Linked DNA regions of Mus musculus: regions 2 and 3 are each linked to region 1. A link is a contact called in public Hi-C data. All regions are on one chromosome and are shown on one strand. Each heading gives the region's core, a stretch centred on a gene start, on an enhancer-like site or on the middle of the called end of the contact. The rest is flanking DNA. Distances are from core to core; before and after follow the strand shown.

Region 1 (3,394 bases), core at 389-2,888:
AACAAATACTACTAAAGATCTCTGGGTGCCCCTGATAGGCAGAAATGGCGAGAACATCAGAAAAAGGGCTGGAACACAGCAAAGGGGCTGGAGGAAAAACAAAGGTAGTGGCTGATAGGTTATCTCCTCCTGGGTCTGAATCCAGGCAGAGAGAGGGGAAGGAAGCCCCCAAGCAGACCGGCCTGCTTTGAAGAGAGAGCACAGGGTTGACAGAGAATAGAGAAGGCACTGCGGCCACCTGTCCAGCAGCTCTGGTTTTGGCAGTGCGGTCCTGATGCCTGCATTGCTGGACCCAGCTTGAGAGCTTCCTAAAATATCCCTGGGGCTGATGCAATAGCAGTTTGTGGCGGAGCTGCATTGCCATGTGGTGATGGAATAACCTGGTGATGTAGAGGGAGCCTTTTAAGTCTTCGTGGGATCTGACCCAACGAGCCCTACTGAGAACAAGCCAGGTGGCACAGTGGTTAGTTCTCCGGTGTGGGAAGAATGGCGTTCCCCTTCACCCATCTACATCACTGCTCAGCCAGGGCATGGCAACTCTCAGGAGGGCAGTCCTGAGCAGTCCTGAGCAGTCCTTTCACAACCCTTCAGCTCTCTGAATGTCAAGAGATGCAAGGTTACCTAGTCCACCTTCACCCTGAAGAGAGCCCCCTGCTCTAGAATACCTTCTGGGTGACGACCAACTTGTGTTAGGGAAAGGAAGAGGAGCCCCTGGTCTGAAAGAAGAACTGAAAGATATTAGGACACAGTAGCACCCTAAGCTAGGCTATGGTCATCTCCAAATAAAAATGGTTGCTCAAGTTCTATGCCAGCTCTGGTTGTGCACAACAATTTGAATTTTCCATTGTGACTTCATCTTGCCAAAGAGTAAAACTCTTTTCTCCCTCTCCCAGGCCATTCTGTCTCTTAGAGGGTCAAGTGGGTCTGGCCCGAAGGGAAAAAAAATCCCCTTTACTAAAATGTAAAGTGCCAATCACCCCTACCTTCATCCCCACCCCTGATGCCCAAAGTGCTCAAAACTAAAATCTGCTGCATCTTTTCAGCAAGTAATCAACACAAGTTGAAAGACACATGCTGTTGCATTTCTGATCAGATTGTATGTGAGGCAGGAAAATATACTGCCCCCGTGCCCCTCCCCGCCTCATTTTAAAACATTTTTTTGGGGGGTGGCTAAATGCATGTCTGTTTAAAGAAGCCACCAGGCAGTGCCTCTCACTTTGTCTTGGCAGGGCACAACCATCAGACGAAGTGGGAGGAAGAAACATTAACTTCAACAGCTGTTTCTTGACCCCGGCTGTCAGTCTTCCCAAGAATAAATTTTGGAGAGTCCTATTTGAAACAAAGAGGGAGTTTTGGGGGAGAGAAAAGTTGGTTGGTTCCAGGGCAGCCGCCCAAAGAAGCAGGGAACAAGATGTTTGCAGTTACCACGCAGCCTGCAAGCCTCTGCCGGGTGCAGGCAAGGAGCAAAGTAACTTGAAAGCTCCCCTCTCGGCGCCCTGTGCCTGCAGCTTCCCCCCCTAACGCGCGCCCAGATCCAGCGCCGGTGGTAAGAGCCGAAGCTCGACTACAGTAATTCCCCAGCTCGGGCGGCTTGAAACTGCTCGGGCTGAATAGCATTTGCTGTTCCGTCCTGTGGCAGCCTCCCGCCGCCGCTGCCGCGCTCCCTGCAAAGCAGCTCTCATTATCCCGGAAGTTGTGCTGACACAGTCTCGCTGCCACCAGAAGTTTGTCAACATCAAACTTCTCCTGTGTGGGGTACGTTCACCTTCCACGAGTATTTAATCGAGCCAACAAGCAAACAAACAAACCCAAATAAACCTGCCCGTGATGTCATGGTCTTTTTTTTTCCCCCCTCTCTCTTTCCTGGAAAGGCTGGGGGCTTTTGGGAATTTGCTGGTGGGCTCTGAGAGCGACTGTGGGTTTCTAGAGGCTGGGTTGGGGCGGGGGGCAGGGACCTGCTCGAGTGGGCAGTGAGAAAGGGGCTGCGGGGCACTTGGGGCTGGAGGCTGGAGGGCTTGCAGAGAGAACTGGGGCCGAGCGGCAGATTGGTCCTGCAGCCTGTTGGCTTCCGCTTGTTTTTGAGGTTGCACCAGTTGGGCGAAGGTGGCTTTGCATCCTAGCCCCGCCACAAAGGTTATTTGAAAGCAGTGGCTAGGCAAAGTAGAAGAGTGCCTCCCCACCGCCTATGCCCACTGTGCATTTAAAACTCTTACAGGACGTTTAAACCTTTTTCGGAATAAAGGGCGTTGAGGTCATAAAATGAATTTTGAGACTTCACACTGCCACACAAGGGGAATCCTGGGATATAACCATTTCTGTCCTTAGTGGGTCTGTTCAGATACCAAGATGAACTCTCTAAACTTCAGACTCCGTGCCCTTTCAGCTCTCCTCTATAGTTTAAGTTGCCAGGCACCTGGTTTGGGTGTTTGTGGTTTACAGTTGCTCCCCACTTAGATGCTTGGTGCTACCCCCAAAGCTAGGGTGAGGAGTGGACAAGGCAGCTGGGATGAACCCTTTCCCTTTCATACATACGTTTAGACATTCCATCCTGCTCAGTTTGGGTGGGCCTGAAAGAACTGAGAGGGAATGGGCCTTCTTGAAGCTTGGGCACCACAGTTTTTCCAGCAAGGGGCTGATGAAAGGAGTTGCTGATCCTGACTTTGGATTTAATTTCTGGGGGCTAGAGCTACTGCATTCAAATCCAGGACCTTAGATAATGGGGGTGATACCCCCCCATTTCCAAGGTTATACACGGGTAACCACAAGGGTCCAGTGTCTCAACAGTGGGCAGACCAAAGCCTGGCTCCTTGAATTGGAGTCGTATCCACAGAAGAGACAGCAGTATTCTTCCCTATCCTCAAAAATAAATTTGAGTGGAAATAAACATCTCCGAAGAGAAATTATCCAACTCTACCCTTGCTGGAACGGGGAGGAAGTTGAATCCACTTAGAGAGCCAGGAGCTAAGTTTTTCTTCTTGCTGGTCTGCTGACTATGTGTTTAGAAAAATTAGCCTGTAGGCGTGGATCTTCAATAACAAGAAGACACTTTTCTTGTTTTTCAAACTAACCTAAACAAGGAAGTTGTACTAGCCTCCAGGGCTCAGTTTACCTCAGACATGGACCAAACCAAGTAACGACCACGGAGGACAGAATGCCAACCTAAGGACTCTGGGTAGCAGAGGCATTTCTCAGGCCTGGAATGTGCTTTTGGCAAATACATAGATTTAACTCCAATCATAAGGCAGGATGCCCTCACACATATGTAGTCCCACACATAGAAGCCACACCCAAAGCACAAGGGAAAATGTGTTTTGCTGAATATACAGTTGCCCTCTAGAGTGAATTTTTCTCCTTTGGCCCTGCTTCAAAAAATTTTCAATTATCCAGACTTCTT
Region 2 (3,394 bases), core at 626-3,125, 170 kb before region 1:
TCTACAAAGTGAGTTCCAGGACAGTCAGGGCTACACAAAGAAACCCTGTCTCAAGCCCCCCCCCCACCCCCCCAAAAAAAATTCCTAACAAAGTTTCTCATAGCTAGCCCAATCAGGAAAGTTTCATATTAAATAAATAAAATTTGTCTTCCTCGTCCTTTCAATTCTTCATTTTTCACAAAAGACTCATTCTGTGCTTTCAAGGGGTCCGGAGGGGCGTTGTTTTCCTTTGTTTTTGTCTCCAGCACGTTTTTATTCTTTCACACATTCTTGCCTTTTCTCTAAGACTAAAATCTGCTTTCCGCTATGTATCAAGTCTGGCAAGTTAATTCCATTTGCACAATGACCACACCCTTCTCTCTGTCCCAGGCACTGCCCTGGCTGAGCTGCTCACTGACTGTTCAGGAAGGCACAGCAACAGCAGTAAGGGCCAGCCAGGCATTACTAACACTCTTGTCTCACAGGCCAGCTCAAGAGTTCTAGCAACCACATGTTGGCTTAGAACTATCCATACTGAGATCTGACGCCCTCTTATGGTGTGTCTGAAGACAGCTACAGTGTACTTAGATATAATAATACTAAATAGTTTTTTTAAAAAAAAGATTTGATTTCCAGCTGCCAGGTAAAAGGAACTACACTTACGATAATCTTATCAGTTACATAGTTTAGAATACAAATGTATAGACCTAAGATTATTTTAAATGGTACTTTATATTTCTATGTTATAAACTAAAATGCATAGGGCTTTTTAATTAAGCCATCAAATGGTAAGATTTTGTGAGCCTGTATTTCCAAATTCCACAGGTTTAAAAAGATATTTACCTCAGAGGAAAGAAGTTTCCTGGAATTTTGATTTTTAAAATTAATGGAAAAAAGTAGGAACATTTGTATACAAGCATAAACAGGAAGTAAATTTTCTAATAATATATGCTCTAGAGGATGGCAGCAAACTGAAACTGGGAACTGCATGTTTCACCAGAGTACACCAGTGACAGACAAGCGTCTGCAGAGCTCAGGTCAGACGTAAGACTGAAGCTTACAAACCATCTGCTTCCCTCAACAGCACAAGCCCTCTCCTCCCCAAGGCTGTTGGCTGTCCTTTCTCTTGTGTGTGTGCTTGTGTGTGTGTGTGTGTGTGTGTGTGTGTGTGTGTGCGCGCTCACGCATACACACATGCATCTGTCTGTCCATCTTCCACACATCCCACCTCTCCCATTCTTTTCTTTGACTTTTCACTCTTAGGTTGTGTTTTATGTTAACTCTGGAACTAGTGGGAAAGCACAGAACTAATCATGGAATACACTTAGTTTAACATGTGAGGGTGGTAAACCACAATGCTCCAGACTCTGTAACTCCTAATCTGGCCCCTGCCTTTTGTCCTAGCTGAGAATATGCCCTTTCCTAGTACTACAACCTCAGATCAACTGGTTTAAACTACCTGTTACAGTCAAGGCCCTCTTGTGACTCTACAGGAACTGTCACTTGCCCTTGACACTTTCCCTCTACTGCCTTTCAGTTCAGCTTTGATTTACTTCCTCCGCAATGCCTCTCCTTATGCTTCCAACATTTGTGAGTATGGCTCCTGTGTTTATATTTGTATTATAAATATATTTTTATATTTTTATTGTAACACACATACTTCTGTTATATTATGTTTGACTTGCTTATCTAGCCCACCAATTTTCTGGATGGTGATATAGTTGCATTTGTATTTAGTAAACAGGCTTAAACAAAAAAAAATTCCAACTTCAAATCCATTTGAAAAGTGACAGGAAGTCATAAAATTATATTTTATTACTCATTGGTCATAGCTGGTTCCAATAATACCAGCAGGCTCCTGAGTAGTGACAAAGGGAACCACTAACACAGGCCAACTTCCTTCATCAGACCACAGACTTAGGCCCAGTTCTAAACTCTTAAGACAAGACAGCCATGTATCTGTTGGATTGAATTCAGCCCTCAGTAAAAGTTTCACTCTGGACAATGGTCAGGAATACTCTTTCATCATGCATTGTTTTGGAAGGGTAGAGTCATACCTTTTTGGTAGTTCTCAGAAGAGCCCTTAACTTCAAAACTGTGAATTATCCATGATTCACATACACAAAGCAAATGCTGAAAAGAACGCATTCATAGTTTTATGGGGAAAAACCCAAGAAAATATTTTTAAATATTGCATATGCTGTATGTTAAGTTCAACAAACTTTAAAGTTTAAAGTATTTACATGCTAATTATTAACATTAATTTTGATTATCTCCAAATTAAGTTACTTCAAAGTTCAAAGTCCAGGTGTCCTTCTGAATCTCTGAGTCACAGAAAGGAGAGACAATGGCTGGTTTAAAAGCTATTCCTTCTGATAGCTGATATAAAAAACTAAAGTCTAGCACAAAAAGGGACAAAGGATGAAGGACATTATTATTGATCGCCATGCTGCAGATATAGGTTAAGTTATTGAAGAAGTAGCAAAAATGAAGTAGGCATAAAAACATAAACATAGAGAAAAACTAGACATCCTCACTCTTTTAATCCGCGTATCCAATATGAACATCTGTGGTAATCACAAGCATCAGCACATCCATAAAGATGCCAATAAAGAGAAGACTTGGCGGCACCTAGGAGGTAACTGTGAAGTTAGGGCTGAAGACAGCACAGGAGCAGAGCACTCCCAGCATGCACTGGACCCCAAGCTCAATCCCTTTACTAGAAAGGAAAAGAACAGTCTCGATCTAAACACCTTAAATCCATCACTTACCAAATTACAGTTTTGATTTTTTTTTTTTAACACTATACGAGAGACCAGCCTTAAACCCAGAAAACAGCGCAATGACCTTGCGCAACTGTAGTGGAATGGACGGTTGGCCCAATTACAGGAACAATGTTCAAACAAAGGCTTGCACCTGTTCCTGCTGTGTGTGCGACAAACAGAGGAAACCCACAACCACAACTGAGCAAGTGTGGTTCCAGTGCCACAGAACTTCAACTAAGTCATGCCTGTGGGGGAGAGGCTGGCTAAAAAGATGATGATTAAATAATGTACAAGGGAACTACATGCCTGGCCCTTTATTTCCTTCCTTTAAAGATGATGTTGAAAATGAGTGGCCAAGGCAACAGATGATACTTCTGATAGAGATGGAGACAGAGGGAGGGTGCAAGGAAGAGAGACAGAGACAGAGACACAGAAAGAACCAGCTAGCCTAGCTTAACCAAAGATCTGTCCTACCAATTGCTGCTGCAGAAAAGTATATCTGTATATACTGTGTCACAGTGACTTTATATGCATCAGTATTATCTTGGCTTTAAACAGTATCTAGCAAGGTTTTTTGTGTTTCTAATCTCACCCCCCCACACTCTCTCTCTCTCTCACACACACACACACACACACAAACACACATGTCC
Region 3 (3,394 bases), core at 441-2,940, 160 kb after region 1:
CGATAATTGATAATAAGGAATAAAAGTGGGGTTGAATTAACAAAAGGCAAGAATTTAAAGCATTCACTAAAACAGATGTCTATTTTATTATTCCAACTATATGTAATCATAATTATTTGGCTAATAAAGTATTATCTAAAAAAGTCCTTAGGTGACCTTCCTGAATTAATAGATAAGGTCCCTTACAATATTAATTATTGCTATGTAAATAAATGTTTCTCTGGAGCTTCAAACTAGTTGTTTACATTATAAATGATCTCTCTCCCTTTCTCTTTGGTTTCAGTTTTGAGATAGGCTCTGACCTTGAACTTTATACGTTATCAAAGATGACATTGAATAGTCTCTCTCCTGCCACTACCTCCCAAGTCCTGGAATTACAGGCTTGTGTCATCACACCTGGCTATACTAGAATTTTCTTAGGACACTATTTTTGTCTAGAGCCATGGTTCTCAACCTGTGAGTTGAGACCCCTTTGGAGGTCACGTATTAAATATTTACATTATAATTCACAATAGTAGCAAAATTACAGCTATGAAGTCACAACAGAATAATTTTATGGTTGGGGTCAACACAACATGAGGAGCTCTTTCTCTTTTTTTTTCATATTGAATCAGTTCTTTATTTATTCTTTAACCTTTTTTTACATTCCAGTCATTATCCCCCTCTGGTCCGCCCTCTGTCTGTTCCTCATCCCATACATCCAACCCTGTCTCCAAGAGGATGTCTCCCCCCATCCCCACATCACCAGACCTCCCCACTGCCTGGGGCCTCAAGTCTCTCGAGGGTTGGGTGCATCTTTTCTCACTGGGGCCAGACCTAGACAGTCCTCTGCTGTATATGTGTCAGGGGCCTTATATCAGCTGATGTATGCTGCCTGGTTGGTGGCTCAGTGTCTAAGAGACCTTGGGGGTCCAGGTTAGTTGAGACTGCTGGACTTCCTATGGTGTTGCCCTCCTCCTCAGCTTCTTCCATCTTTTCCCTAACTCAACCACAGGGGTCCTCAGCTTCTGTCCATTGGTTGGGTGTAAGTATCTGCATCTGACTCTTTCAGCTGCTTGTTAGCCCTTAAGGGTCCCAGAGTTAGGAAGGTTGAGAGCCGCTGTTCTAGAGAGTAATGGTAATAGTAATGGTAATGGTAATGGTAATGGTAATGGTAATGGTAATGGTAATGGTAATGGTAATCCTGAAATCATGTCAAAGCTCAGCACTCAAAGAGTCTCCAGGATTAAGGACTGGGATATTTGAGAACTGCTTAATAACAAAGATCGTACAGAATGTTTAGTCTTTTGATTCTATTCTAAAATAATGTAAAAAAGCCTGATATGCTCAAGTATTTCCCTATACACAATTGGTAGTGTTCTCTGCTAAAGGCTTTCTGTGAGTTGCCTGAAGTCTTTTTCGAGAACAGGTTTTCCCGTCTGACACTTCAGTTGATTCATGGCCGGCTCAGGCTCTTGCTTCTGTGCTTCCTGGTTCCTGTGTGCATCTGAGAAACCTGAACGTTTGTCCCTGGTTCCTGCGATGTAGGACTGAGTTGGGAGATGCAGGTCCTGCGCCAGCTCAGAATGTCACTGGGCTGAAGCCATGGTCTCCTTGGGGTTATTTCCCTAAACCAAGCTCTGACTGGTGGCTCCTGGGTGCTTGTGGGTGTTCTCAGATGTACTGTTTCCTTAGTGACTCAACACTGTATTACTTCGAGACATGGTCTTGCTTGGTGGTGCAGCCTGCTTCCGCTGAACTGGGATTACAGGCATGAGTCACAGTGATAATCAGAGATTTTTAACCCCTAGGGGCCTTTCCTCAGGCCCTGTGTGGACAGCTGACTTCATTTGTGCCTTTATTAAATTTACTCTTGGGTAGTTTTATAGTTTTTATTACTATTATGTTTGAATTTTCATTCATATTATATGTTCTCTGAGTTCTATTAAGGAATCACTATCTCTGCATGTCAATATTACACCAGTAACTTTGCTGGGTCCATACTGCATTCTTTGTGATATTCCTGTGTTGTTTCACAATCGAGAAGGAACATGGTAAGCAATACTCCTAACAGCTCTCTGTCTTTAGCTTAATTTAATTGTTCTGATAGTCAATGAGTCTAAGTCCCTCCCTCCCTCCCTCCCTCCCTCCCATTCTTCCTCCTTCCCTCCCTTCCTTATTCCTTTTCTACCTCTCTTGGTGTTAGGAACTGAAGCTCAGGTATAGGTTTCTGACTCTTATAAAGTTACTTTTTATTTGGCAGCAATAAATTTTAGAATTATAGCACACAGTAAGAAAAAGCGGTGTTCTCAGATACCCTTTATGCTACTTTTTGAGAATCAGGAAAATGGATCAGTGTTCCTGGAAATTCTCAGAAATCTCAAAATTATGATTATTTTTAAAACACATTTCTAACCATTTTCACACTCTGTAGATTGGATAGCTGGAACTCATGTTTAAAGACTAAAATATACTAAATTTCATGGTGCTTTCAAAGAGCTAGAACTTTCAAGAATATTTCAATAATGAAAAACATAATTTAAGATCCAGGTTTTCCGGTAAGGTAGTGAATAAGCCCCTCATGTCCCCCTTTGGCTTATAACCTCCTGGGAACCATGCGGGAAGTTTCTCTTTGCCCTTTGCCCTTTTTATTTTGTTATGTTTTTAAGACAGAGGCTTATGTAGCTCTGGTTTGACTTTCAATTCATCATGTAACTGAGGCCGGCCTTGAACTTCTGATCCCTTAAACTCTGCCTCCCAAGTGCTGGGATCACAGGCAGGTTCCACTGTATCTATCTCTGCCCGCCCCCTTCTGTATTAGCTGGAAGCAAGGTAACACTGTTAACATTTCAGAGATCTAATAGAGTAGGACTGGGGTCTGTATGCCATTGGGTGTGAAACGAGGTAGTTCTAGAGTTCGGGGGAGCCTTCGGGCGGGGAGACATTTCTGCCAGAAGTTCTTCACTGTAATTGTAAACTATGGTCTGAAGAATTAGTTTTTAAGATTGGACTTTGTTGCTGGCCAGTCTCTGAAATAGCATAGTGAAGTCTAATTGCATGTTTACTGTCCTGGCTACTGAGTTAAGAAAGGTCCTTACCCTTTAAGTGAGCATTGTACCTTTAATTAAGGGCCTTTACCCCAAGTGGGATAAGCCCTTAGATAGCAAAACAAAACACCAACACCAGAGAAGATCCATGTAGCCTGAAGGTAGTGACTGTAAAAGCAAATGTCTGTGTCTGTGGAGACCTGGGTGTAAGGTACGTGGGACAAACCTTCAGGGATTAAGCAGTGTGAAAAATGGGGCCGATGGTAAGTGGCTGTCCAGGCTGTCTGAACGTTTAGATCTTTTAATATTTTGAGAAAAGTAAAAACTCCTGATTTAGGAGAAGTTTCTGAGTTGTTAAGTGTTGGTAA

What was found. Hi-C and Micro-C count contacts between places; a contact is called where the count stands out from the background.
Region 2: a Hi-C map of LSK cells shows a contact between it and region 1, with 4 times the contacts expected there. The contact joins two enhancer-like sites. A contact is called at or near these places in 3 of 484 Hi-C or Micro-C datasets (LSK cells, Th17 cells and granulocyte-monocyte progenitors), 1 of 115 datasets of contacts at active chromatin or transcription factors (double positive thymocytes) and 2 of 9 other capture datasets (adipose tissue and liver).
Region 3: a contact with region 1 is called in a Hi-C map of uterus, with 4 times the contacts expected there. The contact joins two enhancer-like sites. A contact is called at or near these places in 7 of 484 Hi-C or Micro-C datasets (the HPC-5 cell line, LSK cells, conventional dendritic cells and 4 more) and 4 of 115 datasets of contacts at active chromatin or transcription factors (Th17 cells, large pre-B cells, memory CD8 T cells and 1 more).

What each region holds. Positions count from the first base shown.
Region 1 is chr13:91,369,260-91,372,653 of GRCm38.p6, reverse strand. It overlaps A830009L08Rik (RIKEN cDNA A830009L08 gene), which reads left to right. Exons shown (of 3, transcript NR_045161.1): 3 at 1,230-3,394. Among named protein-coding and RNA genes, the nearest start is that of A830009L08Rik, 17 kb to the left of the region's middle. Within about 2 kb of position 1,638, at least 412 of the 459 cell types and tissues checked have an H3K27ac peak or open chromatin away from gene starts, as enhancers often do. A contact at or near this core is called in LSK cells, Th17 cells, double positive thymocytes and 3 more, where this site is marked.
Region 2 is chr13:91,540,737-91,544,130 of GRCm38.p6, reverse strand. All of the region lies in intron 3 of Ssbp2 (single-stranded DNA binding protein 2), which reads right to left. Among named protein-coding and RNA genes, the nearest start is that of Gm41016, 8.4 kb to the right of the region's middle. Within about 2 kb of position 1,875, at least 93 of the 459 cell types and tissues checked have an H3K27ac peak or open chromatin away from gene starts, as enhancers often do. A contact at or near this core is called in LSK cells, Th17 cells, double positive thymocytes and 1 more, where this site is marked.
Region 3 is chr13:91,204,692-91,208,085 of GRCm38.p6, reverse strand. The region is part of intron 2 of Atg10 (autophagy related 10); the gene reads left to right. Among named protein-coding and RNA genes, the nearest start is that of Atg10, 18 kb to the left of the region's middle. Within about 2 kb of position 1,690, at least 69 of the 459 cell types and tissues checked have an H3K27ac peak or open chromatin away from gene starts, as enhancers often do. A contact at or near this core is called in pancreatic cancer cells and uterus, where this site is marked.